Linked DNA regions of Sus scrofa: region 1 is linked to region 2. A link is a contact called in public Hi-C data. All regions are on one chromosome and are shown on one strand. The core of a region is the stretch at or near the end of the contact, and the rest is flanking DNA. Distances in the headings are between cores, read along the strand shown.

Region 1 (4,251 bases), core at 1,170-3,669, 220 kb before region 2:
AGGAACTTCCACATGCCACAGGCACAGTTAAAAAAATAAAATAAAAATTAGAAGAAGAAAAAAAAAAAAAAGAAAGAAATGTGACTTTGTTTTTGTTTGTTATTACTTTGGCTGTGTCCATGGTATGCAGAAGTTCCTGGCCCAGGGATTGACCCCTGCCATAGCAGTGACCCAAGTTACTGCAGTGACGTCTGATCTGTAACCTACTGAGCCACCAGGGAACACCTAGAAAGGTGATTTTGGTTTCAGCATGGAGCACAGAAGGATGGGGGTGTGGTGGACTGCGTGGAGACCAGAGCCTGTAGCCATAACACAGGTTGGCCGTGATAAGGAGCTGCAGTCAGCCAATGGGATACAGATGGAGAGCAGGGGATGGATAAGTGAGATATACAGGGAGTGGATGTAGGAAGGGAGGTATCTAGCTTGGAGAGGGGTGACATCCACCCGGATTTGCGGTGGGGTATCGATTTAGGTGGAAAGCAGGAGAAATCTAAAATGAGTTTGAATTCAAGTGTATCTAGTAGAGAAGTCAGCAAGCAGCTGGAATTTGGGAAATCCCTCTGAAACGGTAGATAAATTTTGTTTAGAAGTTTGCAACATTCTGATGTTGTGGTGATAATTGAAGGCATGAGCATTCTCAAAAAAAAAAAAAAAAAGTAAAAAAAGAAGACATAGAATTAGAATCCCAAGAAGTAGGACTCCAGGAAGTAACTGTACAAAGCGTATGGGTGAAGATGGAGAAACCATTTTGAAATCATTTCAGAAGGATGGATTTGAGATGTGTGACAATTTTCATTATAGTAAACTTGAAGAGCCAAAGATCAATAATGTTAGCTGCCATTTATCACTTTTGTTTTTTGTTTTTCTCTTCCGCTTACCACATAGACTAGCATGTTTCCTATCACTAATTAATTATCATGGGCAACGGTCTAACAATAAAAAATAGAAGTTATAGGATCATCTTGCTACCAAATGTCGGTTCAACTCTGGGATAGAAGACAACAGATAGATTTCTTTTGATCCCATCATGAATTCAAGAATCATTTTTTACAGAATCTACTTTGTGCTTGGTACCGAGTGAAGGGTGGGTGATGGAAAGGTGGACTGGTCCTTGCCCTCAATAAGCTTGCCTTTGTTCCAGGATGTGTTATGTAACATGAGCACTGCAGATAATAAATGATGGTGTTCCAAGAGTCCCCTGTGCATCTCTCAAAGGGGCCTGGAATGGAGAGTGTAACAAAATGAAAACGCATCGTACAGCAGAGACCACACAGACTAGGGAATTCAGAACTAAGAAACAATCACTAGACAAAAGGGACCAGGGAAAGCTTACAGAAGGTGAGTTTTTAATACAGTGTAGTCAGAACAGTACAGCAGAAGGTTTTGCTGTAAAGTGAAGAGAACACCAAATCCAGGTTTGAATCCTGCTATGGCTCTGGAGGTAGCCTTCATCTTCCTGGAGGTGGCTGTGTCCTCTAGGAACCCACCAGCAGGAACCTAATGAAGCTTGGAAGGATATCGGTTTTACCACCCCCATCTCCCACCCCATCCCCTTGTTCTAGGTGCTTCCAACAGGTGATTTCTCTGAGAGCCTGGGCCAGGAGTGAGAAGGTGCCAAGTATTCTGCCTTCCCGTGTTTCAGAGGAGAGATTGTGGGGCAAATTCCACCTCAATAGTTTTGTGGGGGTTTGTTTGTTTGTTTTTTGCTGTTGATGGGATCCAGTGGTTCATTTCCAAAGAGAACCTGAAAGAACTCTGTCCTATTTAAGAGCAAGAGCCTCGGATCTGCTTAAATTCTGGATTTGCTTCTTATCCCCTGGGTGACCTTCGGCAATTTATTCCACCTCTCTAAGCCTCGGTCTTTGTTACCTAAAATTTTGGGATAAAGATACGTACCTCACAGGGATGTGGTGGGGATTAAGGATAATGTATACAAACCCCAGAGCACTGAGCGGGGCACACAGTAGTTGGTTAAAAAAAAGAAAAAAAGAAAAAAAAAATCTGCTGATCCAACGATTGCTAGCTATTGTTATTAATAACATCGAAGAAAAGCAGGGAACGCACAAAAACGCCAGTCTCCTCCTTTCCCAATCTCTGCCAGGCAGAAAGCCAGCGTCCTAGAACTTAAAGGGACTTTCGATGGGTGGGATCTTGAGCGGGTGGGACCCCAGAGTCCCTCGCGTGAGGGCGGAGGCGGAGGGAGGCGGTGAGAGCCGGGGTGGGTGGCAGTCCCGGGCGACCAGAAGGCCCCAGTGACCCCCGACCCGGGCTGGGCTGGTACCCAAGCCGAGAGCCTGCCCTAGGGCCCGCGGTGTCTCGAGGGGCCGGTTCTAAGGCGGGAGCGGGGAGAGAGAGGAGGGGCGACCGGGGAATGTCCCCGCCTCTCTCCCTGCTTCCATAAATCACCGCAGCCGCGGCGGCGGCCGCGCCGGGAAGTGCACGGAGCCGGAGCGCAGCGTGGTGGCACCAGACACCTCCCTTTCCCAGCCGCTGGCTTTCTTCAGTGGTTTTTTTTTTTTTTTTTTTCTTTCTTTCTTTTTTTTTTTTTTTTAAACCTCCCCTCTCCCTCCTCGCTCGGGTGGCTGCCCCTGCCTCGCAGCGCGATCGCCGCTCCTCCTCCGCGGGTGCAGCCGCCCGCCCTCGCCGCCGCCTCGCTCGGCCGGAACCCGCGGGAAGCGAAAGCTCGGCGGCTTCGCCTTGTCAGCCCCGCGGCCGCGCACCGGGTGCAGACGCCGCGGCTCTGCCCGTCTCCCGCCACCCCGCGGGGGCCGCGCCGGCGCCGGGGTCCCGGGGACGACTGGGGCGGCCGCTTCCTCTCCGGCCGCGGCCGCGGGAGCCCGGCGATGGTGGCCGCCCGCGCTCCCGCGCCGTAGCCGGGCGCCCCCTAAGTTTGGGAGCCGCCGCGGCGCGGGGAGGCGACTGCAGAAGGGCGAGAAAGTTTTACGGGGTGCGCCGAGCGGGCCCTGGGCGCACCTCCCGGGGCTCCCTCCCCGCTTCCCGGTGCCTGGAGCCCGTCGGCGGGGAGTGGGGGAGGCGGCATGGCCCGTGAGCCGGAGGAAGAGGAGGCGGCGGGGGCCGCTGCCCTGGCCCGCGGGGGTCGGGGCTCGCTCCGCCGGATTGGGGCGCGGCGGCCGCCCCTCTGGCTGCTCTGCTTGGCGGCAGGCTGGCTGCTGGGCGCCGGGGCCGACGCCGACTTCTCCATCCTGGACGAGGCGCAAGTGCTGGCGAGCCAGATGCGGAGGCTGGCGGCGGAGGAGCTGGGGGTTGTCACCATGCAGGTAAGGGCCCCCTTCGCGCCCACGAACTTGCCAGGTATCCTGTCTGTCCCCGCGCAGAACCCGGTCCCACCCCCAGTCCTGGTCCCCTTGTGTGCTCACCAACGTCGCTGGCATGCCCAGAGCCCCCTTTTCCCGTACACCTCTGCCCTCTCCACGGACCCCTGACTACACATCAACTTCTCTTACAGGCACTTGGGCCCCCTTCTTTTTCTCCTCTCCAGAAGCCCCTGCCCTTTGCACCGCACCCACTCCCCCCCCCCCGGCACAGCTCCATGATCTCGACAGGATTCTCGGGTTCCCTCACACCTCCCTTGCTAATTTGCACGAATTACCCCGCCGTCTTGTGTTACCCCGCCACCCCTGCAAACTCCCCTTCCCTCTTTGTGTTCCCATCCCTGGGCAGACGGCCCCGCCTGGCTCAGACGACCTTCTTTCCCCTTGACTACCTCCTCGGGTCCCCCGACCGAGGCCCACCGATGGGCTCCGAGAGGGAAGGCACCGCCGCGTGCGCAGCTGCTCCAGGGCCACCTGGGTCCCGGCGGAGCGGCCGGGGGCGTGGACTCTGGGCTCCCTTTCCCGGCCCGGGTGCCCTGGGGGAGGGGCTGGCTTGGCAGACTCCGGGTAGATTTGCAGACTCGTCCCGCGTGGGGGACTTCTTTGGTGCTTTCCGCTGTTGCTGCTGTCGGTTGCGGGCTGTCCGCTCTCTTTTTTTGTTGTGTGTATGCCTTTTGGCGGGGAGGAAGAAGGGAGCATCGTGGCTAAGAGTCGCCTTTCTCTAAATTGTTTACCAGGTCCGTCCTCCCCAGGAGAGGAAGGGGGGGGGCTAAGGAAAGAGTGCCCGAGGCTAGTAAGGCATCCTGAAGATGTTACTCTTAAGGAACAGTAGTAAAAAAAAAAAAAAAAAAAAAAAAGGCTAAATAGCAACCACCTGGAGATTCCATCGCGCCCTTTTTTTAACCTCCTTGGCCGGAAA
Region 2 (3,846 bases), core at 822-3,321:
TTGATACTCGAATGCATATTTTCTTGCCCCTCTCCTAAGACGAAAATCTTAAAATGATTCTCCATCCTACTTCCCTGATTCCTTTGCCAGTAGGTTTTAGTCGCAAAACCGAGGCAAATAATGACTTTCAAAGCTGGCTAGATAATTCTGTGCAGCAGAGTGAAGGGCCATCTTTCCTGCCGAATTGTGCAAGCCTGGAAATTCGTTTCCACAGAGCTTGTTCTGAGAAGTAGCAGGTCTGATTTCTGCATGGCTGAACTGCAGAGTTGGTATGAACGCGAATCCCAGCTGTCCAAAGCGCGGGGCCAGTGGTGGAGTGACCACAGCCCCTCTGTTCTGCAGCTGCACCGCTTCTGAAGGCAGAAGCCCTATGGTTCCAAGTCAGTATTTCAGGCCTTGGGGATAACAGAAGCCAGTGCTATCCAATGCCCAGGATGGCTTGAGGCGGAGGCGGGGTGGGGACTATGATACTCTTAGGAGGATTGATGCTGGGATCAGGCCCCAAGACCTCAAAAATACTGCTGTGTGCCTCCCCTGAGATTCTCCTTCGGGACTGAACACAAGCTCCTCAGGCTTAGTTGGCAGGTGAATAGATATCTAAACCTTTGGCTCACGCTTCATTCTAACATCTCCCCGCAGTATCCCAACAGTAGAAGAAGGCGGGAAGGGGTCTGAGGTCACATACAACGGTGGGACCAGGTTAGGACCTGGATGAAGGGACCATGCTCTAAGAAGTCACCTTTTTTTTTTAATGGTCTTTTAGGGCCGCACCTGTGGCATATGGAGGTTCCCAGGCTGGGAGTCAAATCAGAGCTGCAGCTGCCGGCCTACACCACAGCCACAGCAAGCTGGCATCCGAGCCTCATCTGCGACCACAGCTCATGGCAACACCAGATCCTCAACCCGCTGAGCAAAGCCAGGGATTGCACCCACATCCTCATGGATACTAGTCGGGTTTGTGAACCACTGAGCCACAGCGGGAACTCCCAGAAGTCACTTTATATGCCCACGTGCAGGTTTCCACTGAAAAGCTCAAATGGTGTTTTAAAAGGAACCTGTGAGCTTTGAAATGTGATCCTTCTGGGGAGGTCATATGCCTGACCCACTGAAGTAAATGGTATCAGGTAAATACATGCTGAGAGACCCACACTGCCCGCCCTCACCTGGGTACTAAGAGTAGCCCACACCCCAGAGCTGAGCCCCTCAGCTGGGCACTACATGTATAAGTATACTCCAGTCTCCTGCTTTTTTGGGGCTTTTTTTAGGGCTACACCTGTGGCACATGGGAGTTCCCAGGCCAGGGGTCTAATCAGAGCTGCAGCTGCCAGCCTATGCCACAGCCACAGCAACACCAGATCCGAACCACCTCTGCGACCTATGCCACAGCTCGTAGCCACACCAGATCCTTAACCCACTGAGCGAGGCCAGGGATCAAACCCACATCCTCTTGGATACTAATCAGGTTCTTAACCCACTGAGCCACAATGGGAACTCCCCACCCGCTTATTTTCCCAGGCCTTGCCGATGGTGTCCTTGTTCTGCCAAGTAGCCACCATCGAATTTAAGCACCAGGAATGAAAGGCAGCCACTATGCCCGTGTCCTGATGGGTGGCCTTAAAGGAATGCAAAGCTTAAGGCAGCTGATTCTACGTCTTCACTAAATCCCTTCCCGCTGTCTCACCCCCATCCCCAGCATCCCCCTCCCGCGGGAAAGCTTTACGAAGGGCCTCTGTTTGTTTTAATGAAGGTGATGAGGTTGTCACGTTGAACATGATTAAAAGCGCCCCAGTGGGCCCCGTGGCCGGAGGCATCATGGGCTGCGTCATGGTCCTGGTCCTCGCCGTGTACGCCTACCGCCATCAGATCCATCGGCGCAGCCACCAGCACATGTCTCCTCTCGCTGCCCAAGGTGAGCTCGAGGTGACTCCCAAAGCTTCTGAAGGAGGCAGCAGGCTTCCTGGGGAGGCTGCCAGGCCGGAAGGATGGGGACCCATTGGAAGCCTTTACGCTCCTGTAAGAACAGCTCTGTGTCTTTTGCTCCCGTGGAGTCGATTCTGAAGTCTCCAAAGCCTGCTTCTCTCTTTCACTCCCAGCTCAGTCTTTAGGGCCTAAACCCCACAAGCCCCATCTGATGCCTCAGAAAATCCCCAGATCCTCTTGTCCTTACACAGCTTTCGCCCACCACGGCCGGCCTCCGGAAGAAGCCAGTCGGGGGGCTGGGGTGCGAGTGGGAAGTAGCATTCCTCACTCGGCTCAAAGAGGCTGCTTTTGCTGTTCCAGAAAGACAGACCAAAGATACCTCAGATCGCTATTGGCAAGAAGGTGAATCTCTTCTATTTACAGCTGTTATTGTAGCGTGTGAATGGAAACCATTCAAAGGAACTTCTTAGGAGGGGATACGTACTGGAAGTCAGATACAGAATGATTCATTGGCAACCGTGGCTTCCATACCAAGAGTTAAATGGGGTATCTCTGCTCCCTGGCAAGACAAAACCATGTAATGACCATCTGTATCCTCCCTAAAGCCCGAGGGATGTGTTCCCCTGACCTCTGTGGAGATAAGACTCATGCATGATTTTTCTGAAATTGGTCAGAAGCCTGGCAGCCGTCATGATAAGTTGATGCTGGACTATTTCACTGTGGTCACAGCCTGACCGGGGATCCTGGGATCACATGGTCTGACTTGGTAGCAAGCTCTTGGTAAGATCCGGTTAGAGCCAGGCTCCCTGTCTTCATCCAGGATTCCCTCGGCTCGGCTTTTCAAGGATGCTGTTAACATCAGCGTCATCAGCCGAGGTCTTAGACCCCTTCCTTCCCTTTCCAGCACATGAGGAGAGGATTAAAGATCTCTTAGCCTCAATCCACTTCTCTTCTCTTTCTGGCTTCAGAAATCGATCTCAGGTGCCCCTCCTGATGCTTCGCCTCTTGTTCTCCCTCTTGTGATTCTTGCTTAAAACAAATAGATTCCTCCTTAAAACAAATTAGATGGGGCGTCAGTTCATTCCCGTTGGAACGCTGTCGCCCAGCCATCACACGAGCCCTCTGCAGGGTCTTGATGTGGGTGACGTTTTTCGATGACATAATCGTGTTTCTCTCTTTTTAACGACGGGCAGAAATGTCAGTGCGTATGTCCAACCTGGAGAACGACAGAGACGAAAGAGATGACGACAGCCACGAGGACAGAGGCATCAGTGAGTATCCGGCCGGGCTCTGCGACCGTGTCAGAGGAGGCTAATCTGTAACAGAGAGCCTTTTTTTTTGCTTTTTAGGGCCACGCCTTCAGCATGTGGACGTTCCCAGGCTAGGGGTCCAATCTACAGCTGCCAGCCAACATCACAGCCACAGCAACGCAGGATCCAAGCTGCGTCTGTGACCTACACCACAGCTCATGGCACCGCTGATCCTTAACCCGCTGAGCAAGGCCAGGGATGGAACCTGCATCCTCATAGTTACAGGTCATTTCCACTGAGCCAGGATGGGAACTCCCCAGATAGTCTTTCTTGTGTTGAAACTTAAGGTGCTTTGATATGATGGGATTCTTTCCCTGCCGCCCCTTCTCTCCCCGTTTTCATCAGAGTTAAAGCATAGGCATTGGCTTTGTTTTAGGAAAATCTCAGAAGTTTTCATGATGTTCTTTGTTACATTAAGTGCTTTGGTCTAAAACACCTCACCCTTCCTTCTGTTTATCTTCCTCATTACTTTCCAACGTAGTATTTTAGAAAGGGAATCATCAACTCTGCGTTTTTTAAAATCCCTTAACTAATGTCTACAACTTTGGGGGAGGTAAACAAAGCACTTTCTACATCAAAAGAGAGAGTTCCATTCATGTTGAGATACTCTGGCCTT

Evidence for each region. A called contact is a pair of places that touch in the nucleus more often than the background predicts.
Region 1: a Hi-C map of omental adipose tissue shows a contact between it and region 2, with 2.0 times the contacts expected there. The contact joins the promoter of CACHD1 here to the enhancer-like site in region 2. A contact is called at or near these places in 12 of 47 Hi-C or Micro-C datasets (brain, embryonic fibroblasts, fetal heart ventricle and 6 more) and 1 of 2 datasets of contacts at active chromatin or transcription factors (skeletal muscle).

What each region holds. Positions count from the first base shown.
Region 1 is chr6:148,009,084-148,013,334 of Sscrofa11.1, reverse strand. It overlaps CACHD1 (VWFA and cache domain-containing protein 1), which reads left to right and starts at 2,419. Exons shown (of 28, transcript XM_021096540.1): 1 at 2,419-3,278. The coding sequence starts at 3,039.
Region 2 is chr6:147,785,631-147,789,476 of Sscrofa11.1, reverse strand. It overlaps CACHD1 (VWFA and cache domain-containing protein 1), which reads left to right. Exons shown (of 28, transcript XM_021096540.1): 24 at 1,748-1,909; 25 at 3,114-3,191. Among named protein-coding and RNA genes, the nearest start is that of RAVER2, 65 kb to the right of the region's middle. Within about 2 kb of position 2,071, at least 2 of the 83 cell types and tissues checked have an H3K27ac peak or open chromatin away from gene starts, as enhancers often do. A contact at or near this core is called in omental adipose tissue, where this site is marked.